Linked DNA regions of Gadus morhua: region 2 is linked to region 1. A link is a contact called in public Hi-C data. All regions are on one chromosome and are shown on one strand. Each heading gives the region's core, a stretch centred on a gene start, on an enhancer-like site or on the middle of the called end of the contact. The rest is flanking DNA. Distances are from core to core; before and after follow the strand shown. Region 1 holds the start of smc3 (structural maintenance of chromosomes 3). Region 2 holds the start of add3a (adducin 3 (gamma) a).

What was found. Hi-C and Micro-C count contacts between places; a contact is called where the count stands out from the background.
Region 2: a Hi-C map of gill shows a contact between it and region 1, with 4 times the contacts expected there. The contact joins the promoter of add3a here to the promoter of smc3 in region 1. A contact is called at or near these places in 2 of 6 Hi-C or Micro-C datasets (gill and gonad).

The regions. Positions count from the first base shown.
Region 1 is chr3:24,459,524-24,463,586 of gadMor3.0, forward strand. smc3 (structural maintenance of chromosomes 3) reads right to left here and starts at 2,486. Exons shown (of 29, transcript XM_030351348.1): 1 at 2,287-2,486; 2 at 1,451-1,526; 3 at 1,162-1,200; 4 at 992-1,059; 5 at 557-628. The coding sequence starts at 2,301. It overlaps dusp5 (dual specificity phosphatase 5), which reads right to left. Exons shown (of 4, transcript XM_030352407.1): 4 at 3,349-4,063. The coding sequence ends at 3,775.
Region 2 is chr3:24,628,865-24,633,012 of gadMor3.0, forward strand. It overlaps add3a (adducin 3 (gamma) a), which reads right to left and starts at 1,727. Exons shown (of 17, transcript XM_030352175.1): 1 at 1,579-1,727.

The DNA.
Region 1 (4,063 bases), core at 1,236-3,735:
AAGAACAATACAGAGCTGTTTACTGACTCAAACACCTGTTGAAAAACAAAATATAGGGCTTTTAACGTTTTAAAGCAAATAGTAAAGTGCTAGCATATCGATGTGAAACGTAACTGCCCAAAAAATATTTTATATTCAATTACTGCCAAGTCTGTTCACTAGATGCCACTCAATTCCACACGCCATACCTTTTATACCAATGTTGTGGACACAAAAATGATCAACAATCCATTCAATTACAGCTGAGTATTTTGGACCAGAATACGGCTACCGATCAGACAGACGTATTTTCTGGCAGCAGGGAAAGAGGGCACTTGCGCAACATAAGAGCCCCCCCAAAACATAAAGACCCACCACATAACATAATAAGCACAGCAAAAAACAAGATTAAATGTAATCACTAACACGAGTTTGACATTTTGTTGACCTCCACACAGCCCCACATAAAAAGAAACCCTATGCATTTCAATGTACCACTTTTGAGAACTGTATAGGGGCTTGACATTTTTTAATTTACAGATATATCTATTGTTTTAATAATGCAAGATATATTTACCGGTAGCCGATTGTCCGAGTTGTCAAAAATGATCTCCACAAAAGCAGAGATGACGCGAGGACCGGTACCCTCCTGGAGTTTGGAGAAAATACATTGTTTTCTTTAACATGGTGATTAATGCTGCAAATACAACTTATAAACTGTAATGATATAGATATATAGCTAGAGATGGATCATTGTAGACAATGTTAACAACAATTTATAAAAATTTATATTTTCTATTTATTGTATTGTTTATTGTTTTTGAATGCTAAAAATGCCAAATATCCCCTTACTTCCACTCCAAAACAAAACAACATTAGGCATGTTTATACAAACATTATGGAAGGCAAGCCAACAAAGGTCTTATTTAATATCGGCCAACACAACAAATGTGTAACATTGTACTATAAACAGAACAATATATCTATTGAACGCTTAATACTGTGTACTTACGTGGAGTAGGGCCAATCGCTGTTCTGGGCGAAGGTGGCTGAATTCATCGCTGAGCACAAACTGAATTGCTATAGAAAACAAAATGGATTTGGAGACAACATTTAGCTAATGATGGATACATTGCCAACTACACAAAAAAGACATGTATTGATGTGTGGCATAATACACACCGTAGAAGAAGTTACTTTTCCCGGATCCATTTCTTCCAACTGTTAAAAGACAGAAGAGACAATTCAGAAAAGCAGAATAATTTCACAATATGATTAGAACATTGCTTTGCATTTCCATATTGGAAATCAACTTTTTGGAGGCTATGATACAGTTTTAGACATTGGAAAACCCCAAGAGGTAGACAATAATGCAACAATACATTGGTGTCGAATACAGTTGCAATGGAGATTTGAGTCATTGAAGTCCTAAAGCTTGATTACAACATTGTTTACAACCAGTTCAACTCACCAATGACATTATGTTTGGGACTGAAGGGATCTACCACCGTTTGGTCCCTGTAACTTCGGAACCCCTGGATGATGACCTGCAGAACAATTCACAGAGGTATTAAGTTCAAGGCTTGGAGTCTGGACGCTTAATGAGACCCTCAGACAAGATATCTCCCCGTTTCCACCTGAGACACGACAAAGTTAGACTCAAGTCTAACTTCAGTCTGAACGTGACATGACTGGTGTGTCTCAAAGGATCTACTACGGTTAAGAAGTCATTTGTGGGATGATTATGGAGGCAATGTGCTGTCACTGTAATGGACAGAACACACACACACACACACACACACACACACACACACACACACACACACACACACACACACACACACACACACGTCACACGTTGAGTACGTCGGTTCGTTCATAGGATAACGCTTGGACAATGTTGAAAGCTAGACGACTGATGCATTCTTTATCATGTACACAATAATGTAGGCCATCAATTGTGCCCTTTATCTCCATTTATTATCGGTGTGGTGATGGTATCGGTGGATAAATAACCATAACAATCCACCTGTTTGCACTGCCAGGGCCACTCTGAACGCTCGCGATCGGACCTAGCTAACCCGCGAGAGGGGGCGGGCAGTTCAAAGCGATGCTAGCCCGTTAGCCTAGCTTAGCCCTAAAAGCATGCTACTTTTGTATACCAATGTGGGAGCAGACTTACATCGTAGATCTAAAGCGATACAGAGTTAGGGAGAAACGTGTGTCTAACCATACAGAAACATTGCAAGAAAAAGAGCAATACAATGAGCCGAGCTAACAGTCTGTCTGCAGCTAGCTTTAGCTTACCTGTTTGATATACATTGTCCTCTAGGTAGAAACTCCTGTTCCAACTTGGAGATAAACTCCCTTCTTCTCGAAAGGGAGAAGGGGGATAACGTAGTTGTCCAAAATTGATCGCAATTAACAGTAATAGCCGTCCTAAAAATACGGAATTATTTGGGTCAGGCAGAATAACATGGAAAATGGCGTCGGGGGCGGGATGAGGTGGAATATACCACTTTCTGTATCGTACGTGGATCAAATAAAATTATAAAATATATGATGACTTAGCGAACCATATTCATAAAGAACTTAATGTATGTTTTTATATTTCCATTTGGATGTTTTTACCTATTTTTTTGATGTAATACATTTAAGCATATTAGGTTAGGTTTTTAATCCAGTTGGTACAGACCCAGTGAGGGAGAGCGCAGGGCGCCAAGAGTGACCGGCGAGTGAAAGAAAAAAAACAGGTCTTCAGAATGACATCCGGCCTCGAGAACTTAACAATTCTGATGAAAGTTTTCGGTCATTCATTTGGGATGTATACATTTGATTAATATAGGTTTTTAAAAAAACAACTAATAGTTTGAAAGTGTAATCGAAAATGTGAGGATCTACCCCCATTGTATTCTGTTAACGTTAGTCTTTGGTAAAATAAAAATAAAACTACCCTGCTCTATAGTTGTATAAATCTGCAATCAGGATCATTTCAAACAGACATATTCGTAATATTTGATGTTATATACTACTACTACTGCTACTACTGACCCTTTCCTGCACTTTCCCATGCTCAAAACCCACTTGTTACTAAGCCGTCAAGCTACAAGGTCACTGCAGGTGTCACTGTTGCTTCACCTTTTTCATTGTTATTTAAACCAGAGAATGTCTAAAATGCCCGTAGACGGGCTCTGTCTTAACCAATTTTTCTGAAAAACATACTATGGCACTACAGTGTATTTTAGAAGAGAGGAAATGTAGGCAGTTGGGTAGCCTCATGGTCCAAACAACCAAGAATAACGGAAATCCGTTTCATGTTGCATGTTGCAAATTGTATATAATGCAGGCTATAAAACAGATAGAAACAACTTTTAAACTGTGGTACATTGTTTTTATTGACAACCACATTTGTTGAGAAAAGTAGGACAGACAGACAATAATTATCAAATAAATTATGTTCAAATACCAGGCTGGCTGTATCAATAAGCAAATAACAAGTACAATATCAACCTAAGGCATGTATATTGCAGTTCAACGCTGTGCTCTCTCACTCAAAACGACAGAAGACAAGCCAGCAGCATCCATGGCTGTGGCCGACAGACTTCATAGACTTAAATACTATAACCGTGACATTTCTGTGTCCTTCAGTGATCATCCAGTCCTCTGACTTTGCTGGTGCGAACAGCAGACAAACACACACAAAGCGTCGACACGTGTATTTTAGTTTTTCGTCCCCGTCGTTTTTTCAAGTAAGACTATAAGCAAGAATCACAGTTCTCGTGTTTGTGTGTACTATTAAGGCAGTGCTGTTATCGGGCTCAGGTTGAACTGGCGGTGTCCCGGGGTCTGAAGGGGCGGCGGCAGCGGGGCCAGGAACGAGGTAGGAAGGCTGAACGTCGCGGAGGACGGCTCAAAGTTCTGGACGGTGAACTCGCTGGTGAAGAAGGACGCCGACTCCAGCGCGCAGGGCGTGGCCGGCTCCGGCGTGGCCACGACGTGGACCGGGGCGGAGGAAAGGACCTCCGACTCGAACTGCAGGAGCTGACCCATGAAGCTGAAGTTGGGCGAGACGAGGGCCCGACAC
Region 2 (4,148 bases), core at 477-2,976, 170 kb after region 1:
GCTGACAATATTGCATAATACTTTTTCACTTCAGTTTGGTTTCAACAGCAGGGTTAAAGGAAACCTTTCCTCCATTGCTTGGAAACCAAGCCGTACCAAGACCAGCAGCGAACAGCCATAATAACAAGTGGACACAAGTCAACGTAACCAAAGTCAGCCCTCAGTAAGTGAATATTCATGAGAATCCTACAAAATCTAGATCAACACAGGAAAAGCAAAGCCTGCATCAAAGAGAAAGGGGGATCATTTGTTTGCATTCTCTCTCCATTGCGTCGTCAATTGGAGGCGAAGAAAATTCTCCTGCATCCCTCGAGAGGCAGGCTTTGGGCCCCATCCGAACAAAGTACTGAGAGAGAGAAAAAAAATAGAGGGTAAAAAAGAGAGACAGATCCAGAGAACGAGTGTGAGAGAGAGAAAGAGCCAGAGACAGAGAGAGTGTAAGAGAAAGAGAGAAAGAGCCAGAAAGAGAAAGAGCCAGAGAAAGAGAAAGAAAGAGCCAGAGAGAGAAAGAAAGAGCCAGAGAGAGCCAGAGAGAGACAGAGAGACAGAGAAAGAGAAAGTGGGAGAACGCAAGAGTGACAGACCCTGGCTTTGGATTTCATCTCCATATGGCGACCACTCCCTTATCCTTAGCATTTGAGGACTTCTTAAAAGCACCCATTGGAAATAAAAGCCAAAAAGTGGCAACAAAAAGTCATTTTTTACCACAAAAAAAGGGGGAGGGGAATCAAACGGCTCAGATCACAGGCGTCTCAGAAACAATTATTCCATTTGTCAAGGTTCCCTTACGGTCCCACAGCCAAGTTCTAGTGTGGAAAATTGATACAGGTTGCTCAATGTCCCAGCAGTGAGAGGACTGGAGGCGGCCGGGGGCTAGGGAGAAACATCTGGTTCTGAAGGTGGAGGGGAGGGGACACTGACCAGCCCAAGGAGCAGTGACTTTGAAAGAGGGTGGTGAGGGAAGAGAGGAGGCAGGAAAAGTGAGCGTGGATAAATGTTTTGGTGTTGTACTTCATGCATGTGTGTCAACCTGGTTATGCGTGTCAGTCAGTGTTTACTCTGCTGCTTTTAAAAGCCACACACGATCCAACAATGGTGCGTTTGCTAAATGGATACCCCCTTCGGAATTAAGGACGCAAGAATATAACGAAGGCCATTATTTGAACGCAGCCATTTAGACAAGACAATTGCTGCAACCAGCTCTGTTGAGTCTAAAACCTAAACTCGTTCTTTTTAGCATTGCGCCACTTTACTGCAAGGTTGCAGAGAGCAGTTGAACTCTTTATCTAGCAATGCAATCTACGAATGAGTAACGAGCCCGCACTCTGCTTAGATGATGACAGACGGCACACATAAACGCTTAAACCATCGATCCAGCACCGTATTATCTCTACAGTAGACGCCCGCACGTATGTATTATTGTTCAAGACAAGAACAATGTATATTACTTAGCATGCCATCCATCCCTTCAGAATGCATTCATGACATAAGACCTTGAGGAAAATAACAACAAACTGTCCACACAAACACGTGTTCCCTCGTAAACAGTGACGTTACCATACAAAAATATGTAAATACCTGCTGTTAAGTTGGGGCAGGATACAGTCGAGGCAATTTGTCTGAAACTACCGGCACATATCAATGTATCAAACGGGTCAGACTCAGGACGTTCAGAACCTTGATTCAGGGGTTTTATTCAATGGACTCATTCAAACCACGTTGTGCCGGGGCGTAACGTTTGTGCGCTGCTTTGCAACCATGCGGATGGTCTAACGCAACCGTCAACGCACGATGGAACCGAGCGGATTAAAGATTAAAGATCTAGTATTGTGGGTTTGCGGAAATCGTTGCTGACAAACGGGCAGGAAGTGACATACTTTTTCTGGTCAGCTAAAAGCATGGACCTGCATTTTTAAATGGTTTATGTATTTAAATGTGTTTATATAAAATACTGTACACAATTGTTAAATAGATGTTTCTCAAAACATTTTTTTCTCCCTATATCCAAACTAATAGGTAGGGCGGCCGAATGTGCACATTCAATACACATGGTCTTATTGAACACATTCCGGTGAACTAGTGATTTTATTTGTGTTTTCCATACTATCATTTGACTAAATTGAGTAAACAAAGTGCCATAGGTTTAGTGTATTTGCCTGTATTGGGATCAAGGACGCTGATGTTGACAGCATGGAAATAAATATGGCAGGGATAGAGCTGAACTCCGCGCTGCACTGGCTCCATCTAGTGGCTGCTGTTGCACATGACTTTAGAGTGAATCACACTTCTCAAAAAACACGCCTATCCTTCTTACAAGAAAGTCGGTGAATATTACCTGTGATCTGTTGTGAATATAGACAAACCCAAACAAAGTTTGATTAAAGTCACTTCCATTCTATCCCACTCGATAACACACACAGTAAATACTTTGAACATAATTGATTCAACACGTAACCTTGAAGGATTAATAAAATAGTAGAAGAAACGATTTAGCTGAAAATTATTAAGATATGATTAATAATTGGCAAATAAGAAAACACCAAGTCATGGTGTATTGGGCTATGTGCAAGGAAGGTTTCGAACCCCTGGTCGAAGGGATGAAACGGTAACTGTATTTACATTCTTATATTATTTTCATTTTGTACCTTGATACGTAGAGGTTGATGGTTCCATCTTATTTTGATAGTTGTGTTTTATATTTTAAATAAGTACCTTATTGTGTTTGTTTAGTTGGCGCTTCAGAAAAATGTTTTAATAAAGCATGGGAACGCGAAGGCACCGTTTCATTTGTTTTGACTTTGAGATGTTTTGACTTTAAATATGCGTACATAAATGTATAAAGTTGACCAACCATACAAAGTGCATACTTGACAATGACATTGTTACATTATAACCTTGTTACATTATAACCTTGTGGGGGAGCGTGGCTATGTTTCCTCATGGCAAACTGCCAAACATTTACTCAAAACTCGAAAACAGGTTTTGTGATACCTAAATCAATATGCAAATCTGTAATTTTTTAATGTTCTACTATGTGCAAATACAGTTTTTTTTAAAGATAATTTAAAAACGATTATTATTGTCTCTGTTTTGTATTTGTTTATATTTGATGTTTATATATTTTTGGAGATGATGTTCCGGATGGGCACATATATTTCTGCAAGCCATCTATGACAAGTTTGAATGCTGCTGTGACTCAGCTAAATTAAGTCCTTTGCTTCAGCTTGCACATCTACATTTAGCCCTGCACATCGTTTTTGGTGCTTTTGTGTGGCTTTTGGAGTCATTTTAGCCATCTTCTTTTCCAATAGGCCTACCGACTGAATCATGAGTTAAAATAAACTTGTATTATTGTAGGCCTACTTGGTAAGAAAAGGGTATATTTTTGCAGAAGAAGGGTGCGGACTTGAGTAGGTCTGTAAATAATAAGTGCACACCCAGAGAATTTATTTATTTTTAAATCCTTCCCCTTTCGCTGTCATAGTTACCAGGATGTAGATGGATTTGTTCTTCACAAACTAAAAGGTTTTTCTGTAGCCTTTTTGCTCGTACTCACCATGGGAAACCCCTAGGAAGTCTCCTGAGGGGGGTATGGCAATCGCAAGGCATCTGACAAGTGGCGGTTGGAATTAAATTCAAAACAATTCAATTTTGTATCCATAGCCCTTAATCACAGCTAGTCTTAAGAAGCTTAACAGGCCATACATATTTGACACCCCCCTGACCCTTGCACCCAAAGAGGGCAAGAAAAAACCTAAATGAGCATGGATGAAATCTTGAGAAGGAACGCAGAGAGGGGGATCGATCCTTCCAGGGATGGGTAGGAGTTCAATGGGTGCCATAAGTGACATAAATGTTGGCCATGGTGATAGGGTGCTGGCCAGTGAGTAGGCTGGTCACAGTCCGGAGTCACCGCGACATGCCTTAACAGACGGGATTAGGAATTTGACGGGGCCGGGGGGGGGGGCACCGAAAACATGTAGGCAACCGCTAACATTGTGCCTATCAGCAGCGGCAATCAAGACAGCAACAGCAGCGAAGGGGGACCCCTGGATACCAAACGAAAGAGTAAAGAGGTAGGTTTCCAGCTTTTCAGCAGGGGGCAGACTATGCCATAGGGAGGCTCAGCTCCCCCACGCGTCAACAGT